Linked DNA regions of Sus scrofa: region 1 is linked to region 2. A link is a contact called in public Hi-C data. All regions are on one chromosome and are shown on one strand. The core of a region is the stretch at or near the end of the contact, and the rest is flanking DNA. Distances in the headings are between cores, read along the strand shown. Region 1 has its middle 69 kb from the start of PALMD. Region 2 overlaps FRRS1 (ferric chelate reductase 1).

The links. A called contact is a pair of places that touch in the nucleus more often than the background predicts.
Region 1: a Hi-C map of liver shows a contact between it and region 2, with 2.1 times the contacts expected there. A contact is called at or near these places in 3 of 47 Hi-C or Micro-C datasets (embryonic fibroblasts and liver) and 1 of 2 datasets of targeted methods (skeletal muscle).

The regions. Positions count from the first base shown.
Region 1 is chr4:118,494,942-118,499,387 of Sscrofa11.1, reverse strand. No RefSeq gene overlaps it. Among named protein-coding and RNA genes, the nearest start is that of PALMD, 69 kb to the right of the region's middle.
Region 2 is chr4:118,358,781-118,363,220 of Sscrofa11.1, reverse strand. It overlaps FRRS1 (ferric chelate reductase 1), which reads right to left. Exons shown (of 15, transcript NM_001128486.1): 10 at 2,872-2,958. Among named protein-coding and RNA genes, the nearest start is that of FRRS1, 30 kb to the right of the region's middle.

The DNA of each region.
Region 1 (4,446 bases), core at 1,303-3,802, 140 kb before region 2:
ACCCGCAACCTCATGGTTCCTAGTCAGATTCGTTAACCACTGCGCCACGACGGGAACTCCTTAATGTACATTTCTTGAATAAAGACTGAGAGTATAATAGAGAAGCCACTCACATTCAGGTAATCCCAACACAGGGACAGCAGAGACCATCAAATTCTACCTCTCACCCACAGAAAGAATCTCTCTTCGCACCGTCCTTGGTTAACGGGCATGTGCACTCAACCCAACACTTCCAGGGAAGGAAACAGATAAACTCTTAAGATTGCCGATTCTAATTTTTTTTTCCTTTTATTAAAAAAACTGGATAACTACTACATTCATAGAGGTCAAATTTTTTAAATTATAAAATGATACTAGTAAAAAGCCTCCCTCCTATCCATCTTAGTTCTGCAGCTACACTGCCAGCACCACTGTATCCTGCCACACAACAAAGAATCATCACTATAAGTTTCCTATTTGTTCTTCCAGAGATTTTGTGCATAGAAAAGTGAATGCAAATATATTTTTCCAGTTACACTTTTAAAGAGTTCCACTTATTCTAATTTGGCTTCCTTTTGTGAAGCAGAAAAGTTATAGTGATCATGTTCAAAGACCTTATATAGTATTATATATGAATACATATGAGTGTTTGTATACTACCCTAAATACGCTACAGATATTATGCCACATTATTATTATAGATAATGAACACTTAACACATAAAAATCATAAAATTGCAATATCCTCTAATCTCCTTTCTTCACAATTTCCCCCAGTGTTCTCATCTGTACTCATACCTTCTTTTTCCTGCTAAATTCTGCCATGATCCAATGCCTGGCCTCATGGTTCCTTAACCTAGCATCCACTTTAACATAGACTTTGGAGACAGACAGACCTGGATATGAATCAAAATTCATTCTTCACACCCACAACCACCACCTAGATCAGAAACAAGGCAATACTGTCACTCTCACCACTACTCAACATAGTTCTGAAAATTCTAGTTAATACAATAAGGAATGAAAAAAAAAAAAGCATAGAGATTTTAAAGGAAAAAATTAACCTGCATGTATTTTCATATGACATGATTGCCCATGAAAAAAAATTTAAAGAACCTCCAAAAGAACTTCTAGAACATATTACTACTAGTAAATGAGGTGAGCAAGTTCACAAGATACAACATAAACATACAAAAATCCATTATATTTCTATGTGAACACATAGACACTGAAATTTAAAATGCAATACCAGTTATAACTGTTCCCCCAAATGAATCACTTAGATGTAAATCTAACAGAAACAGGCATAGGACTTAGATGCTGAAAATTACAAAACACTTATGAAAGAAAGCAAAGAAGATCTAATAAATGGCAAGATATACCACATTCATAGATTGGAAGACTAAGCATAAGTTGATGTCAGTTCTCCCCAAATTGACATGCAAGGTTTAACATAATTCTTATCAAAATTCAGCAAGATTTCTTATAGACATAAATGAGACTGTTCTCAAATGTATGTGGAAAGGCAAAGAAACTTGAATAGTTAAAAATAACTTTTTTTAAAAATGAAGTGGGAAGAATCAGTCTACCTCAACTTAAGAATTAGATTATAGCTACAGTAATCGAGGCTGCATGGTATTATTGCAGGAATAAGCACACAGATCAATGAAACAGAATAGAAAGCCCCAAAATAGATACCCACAAACAGGCCCAACTGATTACTGACAAGGGCACAAAAACAATTCAATGGAGGAAAGACTGCCTTTTTTTTTTTTTAAGTAAATTCTTTTTTAATTTTTATTATTATTATTAAAGTATAGTTGATTTACAATGCTTCATCAAGTTCTATTGTACAAACTAACCTAATCACACACATTTCCCTATGCTGTACAGTAGGCCTTTTGGACAACACATGCTGAAGCAATTGAACAACCACGGGCAAAAAAAAGAGAAGAAGAAGACAGGAGAAGAAGGGGGAAAGAGAGAGAGAAGGAGAAAAGGAGAAAAGGAAGAGGAGAAAGTAACTTGACCTAAACCTTCTCTTTTACAAAAAACACACACACACATACACAAAAGTAAATATTGACAAATGGAAAACATTAAACCATAAAACTTTTAGAAGAGCACATATGAGAAAATCTTGAGAACCTAAAACTAGGCAGAGTTGTTAGACTTGATAACAAATGAAAAATTGGTAAATTGGACTTTATTAAAATTAAAACTTGTGCTATGCTAAAGACCTTGTTTATGACAAGCTACAGACCAAGAGAAAATATTTGCAAACCAAACATAACCGACAAAGGACTGGTGTCTAGTGACTGGAAATGTGAAGAATTCTCAAAACTCAACAGGGGAAAAAAAAAAAATCTAGGTAATACATAGGCAAAAAAACCTGAAGAGACATTTCATGGAAGATGATATAAGGATGGCAAATAAGCACACAAAAGATGTTTGACATTACTGGCCACTAAAGAAGTGCAAATGAGAATCACAAGGGCATACAACTGCACACCTACCAGAATGACTACAACAAACAAATTGTGACAGTCCCAAACTCTGGCCGGGATACAGAGAAACCAGATCACTCACACTTGGCTACTATGCTCTTAGGCATTGATCTCAGAGCAATGAAGACTCACATTCACATTAATCCTGTGCATGAATGTCTGTTGCAGTTTTGTTCATAAGGGCCCCAAGCTGGAAATAACACATGGCACTGTGTGTACTGGAACATACACCTGGGGCATTTTAGTTATGTCTTCCATGTCCTTCTCCCCAACTTAAAAACGACACGTTTGAGGTCTGAGGTCTTATCTAACTGTGAGACATAGAGTGTCAAAAGGATGACAGCTCTCCAGCCAGGCCATGGAGGTCAGATCCTACATGGTGGCTGACTGGACCTGACCAATTTGACTTTTCTGTACCTGTATTTCCTCGACTGCAGGAATGATAATAGTAAGACACCTACCTGCAAAGTTCTTGGAACAGTGTTTGGCACACAGTAAGCTCTCACCACATATACCTGGCTTCTGACACTTGGCCCAGAGCCTGAGAAAGAGTAAGTGTTTTAATAAATGTTTTCCGAATGAACGAATGAATCAATAAGCGTGAATGAATGAATCACTAAGGTCTAGAAATATTTTCCCTGCCACTGGTTAAACGCTTGCCCTTTCTCTCCTGATCAGTATAAATCTAATCAAGGCCTTTATCACATCTTGTTATACTAATATAATAGACTCTGACCTAATAAATGAGATAATGTTTAATGTACTTAGGCCAATGCCTGACACAAAATAAAAGCTCAATGATTATAGCCATGATTAGATTACTACAGAATTGTGAATTCACAGGGAGTCATTCTCTACTTGTTCTAAGAATAAAGTAAATCTCTTACCATAACATTTAAGGTCTCACATTCTGACTTTAAACTAGTTTATGTACAAAAAAAAAAAGTGCTCAATAAATAACAGCTATAATTATATTTACTATCTTCCTCACTAGATTCTTTTCCAATCATATATTCAAATCCCACCACATTACTCACTATTTTCTGAAGAAGCCATGGCTCTATCTACAATGTTTTTCTCTCTTCATTTCCTGCCAAATATTTTCCCTTTAGTAAAGCTTACATGCCATCATCTATTTCTAGCCAAACCCCACCCATCCACCTATCCAAACCCCATCCTTTATCTGAAGCATTCTTGAAGCATTCATTTATTAATTATCTTTTCATGCCCAGGGACCAGCACAGTGCCTAAACGCATAATAATGCTCATTAACACTGAAGTTGGATTGAGGAAAAGAGAAGAGTGCCAACTAAAGACACGAGTTTTTAAAACTCCTGAAACCCCTACTGTTTTCCTCAGAAAATAATCATTATAACTGAGTGCCATGGGCAATATATGGTAAAGTGCTTTGGTTTCTAAGAAGGAGGATGTTTGCTTTTAAGATGTCATAAAAAGCAGCCACATGAATCTCCCAGGAAACCCCAAGTGTGTGTCTCTGAGGAGTGTATCTAAGCTGGGTGTTAAAGGAGGTACCACCATTCTGACTCCTTCTCTCCCTCATTCTCTGACCCCCCATCCCCACCCCCACCCCCACCCCCACCTGCCAGGAACAGTCCTCCTGAGACCACCCTGGCCCGTGCTGTCCCAGGCTCCCAAACATACACGCCTGGGTCCACCTTTCCCCTGCGTCCTTTCCCCCTCACTCGGCAACATTCACTCTTCCGCCAGCAAAAATCCCAATGCCCAGGATCCTATTCTCAACGATTTTAAGGGATACTAATTCCTTGATGACGAACACAACTCTCAGTTTCTCCTCCGCATTTATCCCGGTCACATCACTTGAGCACTTGAGTATTTCGAGCTAATTCCTGGTTTGACTTCACACATCTCAGCCAGGAATGTGACTTCACCCTTCAAATGACTGCCACCAAACAGACAGTGCCAACGATGAGGATATAAGC
Region 2 (4,440 bases), core at 506-3,005:
CAGGACAGCCATTCGAGCCCATCTAGGACTAGTCAGTGTTTGATTTTATTTGAATCCGTATCCCCCACCTGCTCAACACTCAACAGATGTTTGTTGATTAAGTGAATAACCTGCATTGTCACTGTATTACAATCTCATCGCCTCTGTTCAGAACGTGTTGAATCATCAACCTGCTATCTCAACAGGTTCAGTGACACTCCTCCCTCAGTGATGTGTGCCTGCTGAAGGGAGCAGAGGATTGGCTTAGACCGTGCTGCACAACTATTTCACTTTAAAACGCAGAGATTGAGAACATGTTCCACTGCATGACACGTTTAGATGGAGGATGGCACAATCTGTTGTCACTGACTGCCCTGCTTGGGGAGGCTCTGAAACCTGTGATCTAGAGCAAGGACACAGGGGTTTCTAAGCCAAGATAGGAAGCTTCTGCTAATTAGGAATTAAAAGCTGACAGAAGAGCACCATAAAGCTTTTAAACTATGGACTCAGTTATACACGGATAAGTTATAGCCTGGACCGTGGAGCTGGAACGTGAACCTAGCTGCTAAAAAATAGTAACAGGGGGTTCCTGTCGTAGCTCAGTGGTTAATGAATCCAACTAGGAACCATGAGGCTGTGGGTTCGATCCCTGGCCTCGCTCAGTGGGTTAAGGATCAGGCATTGCCATGAGCTGTGGTGTAGGTCTAAGACTCGGCTCAGATCCCACGTTGCTGTGGCTCTGGCCTAGGCCAAAGGCTATAGCTCTGATTCGACCCCTAGCCTGGGAACCTCCATATGCTGCAGGTGTAGCCCCAGAAAAAAAAAAAAAGAAAGAAAGAAAAAAACCGTAACAGCAGCTACAAAATTCTTATGTGTTTAGAATCTGCTGGGAATGATGTTGAGTGCTTTCAGTTCATTAACTCTCAACCCTCAGCGAGCCTATGAGATAGACAGTATACTACTCCCATTTGAGTAAACTGAGGGACGGAGAAGTGAAGCGACTTGCCCAATGTGTCCAAGTAACAAACGATGACATGAGGATTTGCAGACTTGTGCTCTCAACCTTACTATCCTCTTCCTAAACTGCAAAGACTGCAAGCTACAGAGTTTACAAAGGAAGTTTTATGCTTGTCCCAAGTACCTGGAGAGAATAAAGTTCCAATGTCTTGATTCATATCAGAAAATCTTCATAATTTCCTTTGCAGAACAGATGGACCCATTTATAAACCATCTAAAAAAGCAGGAAGGAGCTTTCCTAGTAATGTCTGTGACCCAAGATCCATCAATCTTAGTCCTTGTAGCAAGAGCCCAAACTGAAGCACTAAATCCTGACATCAAATTCTGACCAGCTGGGAAACTGGAAGAGTATAATCAGAAGCACAGGCTCTGACCTTAGGTACGTCTCCCACTCTTGTCAAGCCTTACTCATTCACTTGATAAGTATTCACTGAGTACCTGATGTACCAGAATGTTCTGGGTATTAGAGATACACCAGCAAACATACCAGTAAATAACCCAGCTCTCATGGAGCTCACAAACTAGTGTGAGGAGGCAGACAAAGAACAAATACCTCACATAAGTAAATTATATGAAATGAATAAGGTCAAGAGTGCCTTAGGAAAAAACAGAGCAGGGCAGGGCTCTTTGAGAAGTTATTTTTGAGTAAAGGCTTGAGAAGGTGAGGGTAGAGGAAGCATGACCGAGGTGGAGGCAGACAATAAAGCAGAGCACGCCTAGCATCAGGCCAGTGTGAGATGAGACGAGCCACGTGATGAGGGGGGAGGTCAATTCAGAGAGTAACTGGCAGCCAATCACGGAGGACTTTGACCTTTGAGTAGAATTGAGACATCAGAGAAAACAGTTTGGGACATAGAAATGACATGATCCAATTTACATTTTTTAAAAATCGCTCTGAGCAATGAGATCCTGCTGTACAGCACTGGGAACTGTATCGAGTCACTTATGATGGAGGATGATGGAGATAATGTGAGAACAAGAATGTATATATATGTATGTGGGACTGGGTCGCCTTGCCGTATGGTAGAAAACTGACAGAACACTGTAAACCAGCTATAATGGAAAAAATAAAAATCAGTTTAAAAAAAATCACTCTGCTCCTTGGTTGAAAACAGACCAATCAGACGCCTACTCCAACAGTCCAGGCAAAAGACGATGGCGGCTCAAACCCACACAGGAGCACTAGTGACGGTGAGGAGTGTGGTATTAGACTTGTGTGATGCGAGGTGTACAAGCAGAGTTAAGAATAATTCTCAAGCTTTGGCCTAAGAAGAGAACTGCCAACAACTATTATGGGACGGCGGGACTGGGAGAGAAGATCAGGACTTCAGTTTGAGATGTCTTAGACCTGCCAGGTGAGTTCCTGAGTAGAAAGCTGGATGTGTGAGTCTCAAGCCAGGGAGAGGTCTAAGCTGGAGATACCCATTTGAGACATTGTGACAACGATGAGATTATTATCTATAACTACTTCATTTGAGGTTTAAATTTGGTAACATACATAAAGCACTTAGCACAGCTGCTCCCATAGCATTAGTTAGAGAAAACCACATTCAGTGTTCATGTTCCTTAGATATCATACTTTCAATTTTCACCATTCCTTAGTGAGAAGACTCATGAAAGCTATGCAGTGTATACCTCACATCTAAGGCAACCTAAAGATACATTTCATTACCAAGTAATCTGCACTGACATTCTCACTCCATCCCTGACCCCCAACCATGTGAATTAGTTATCAAATGAATCAAAAAGGAAAGGATATGTGCAGAAATATCTTTTTATCCATCATTTGAGAATAAAACAGCAATCTCCCTTGACACCAAAATGAATTTAAAACATATAAATAGAATGGAAGCATTCCGTTTAAGAACTACTTACCCAATTCCAGCCTCTTCTGTAAATAAAAGGCAGAAGAAAAGCAATGAAGGTGAAGGCAGAAGTAGTGAGCATGAGCCCTCGATGCACCTGCAAGGGTGAAAGGACAAAATGAGGAGAGAGTCGGCTGTGTGGGAGAAAGGAGCTGGCGTCATGAGGATGATCATGGGATGAGATTCACGGAAGGCACGCATCTGACAACCTACTACAATGTGGGGTCAGTTAAAAAAAGAATTTGACTATATCACTGAACATTAAAGAAAAGCCTAAGCTGCCAACCTCATCATTCAAAAGCATCTGCCAAGGCCTCAGCTGCACAGAGCAGCTGGAACGGATATTTCACACATACTTACCTGCCGGGTCCATCATTGCCTTCCAAACATATTTTTACTAAGTTTCACCACCAAGCACAGTGCTTGGATACAATAAGACTACAAGGAAACAGAAGGTACTAGTTTCTGAGGAGTGTGGAATTTAATTGAGCTGAGAAGAGAAACACATTTGAAATGTATAATTCATTATCCAAATGAGAAGAATACTGAGCGTGAAAATGGGCCCTGCTCATTGATTATGCCAAGATAACCAGTGCAAACCAAAACCGTCCCAGAGAAAGTACGACATAGAGTCATCCATAAATATAGACATCATAGTTTTAGAGACAGTGGAGGAGTTCCCATTGTGGCGCAGTGGTTAACGAATCCGACTAGGAACCATGAGGTTGCGGGTTCGATCCCTGGCCCTGCTCAGTGGGTTAAGGATCCAGAGTTGCCGTGAGCTGCGGTGTAGGTTGCAGATGCGGCTCGGATCCCGTGTTGCTGTGGCTCTGGGGTAGGCCGGCGGCTACAGCTCCGATTAGACCCCTAGCCTGGGAACCTCCATATGCCGCAGGAGCGGCCCTAGAAAAGGCAAAAAGACAAAAAAAAAAAAAAAAAAAAAAAAAAAGACAGTGGAGAATTTGAGTTAGTAAAGAGGAGACAAAAAGAATTTTCCAGCTGGGAATATCCACCTGAGAAGATGAGAGAAAGCAATCAGAGGCAGACAGACAGGAAGGAGCAAGACATGCATCATGATAAAGAATAAATAAAAAGATTGACGCTGCCAGCCAATGGTGAGACATGATGTTAGAGAAGGTAAATCTTAAAAGCTATAAACGTATATGAAGTCTCAAGAACACCTTCTGATAAAGTCAAAACTGTTCCAATGAGGAGTATTTTTTTCCTACAAACAGACATGTACATTCTGTCTCGGCACATACTCATTGATCTTCCACTATGTGTGCAAAAAGCTATACCCCATGACAAATGAAAGGTTTGTTTTGCTTTGTCTTGAGGAGTATTTATTGACTCTTGCTAATGTTTCTATTTTTTTAAAAAACTGCCTCCTCATTCCATGGGAAGGAAGAACATGAAAAGGGACATGTTCAGTTTTTCTTCCCACCCACAGGGGAGATACGTGATGCTGACGGGTGAGCTAGGAATGGTCCGACACTTACTGGCCCCTAACCAGAGGACGCACTGCAGCTCTGCAATGTAGTAAGCACCCACCGTGTCTTTCTTCAGCGCTACAGCCTTC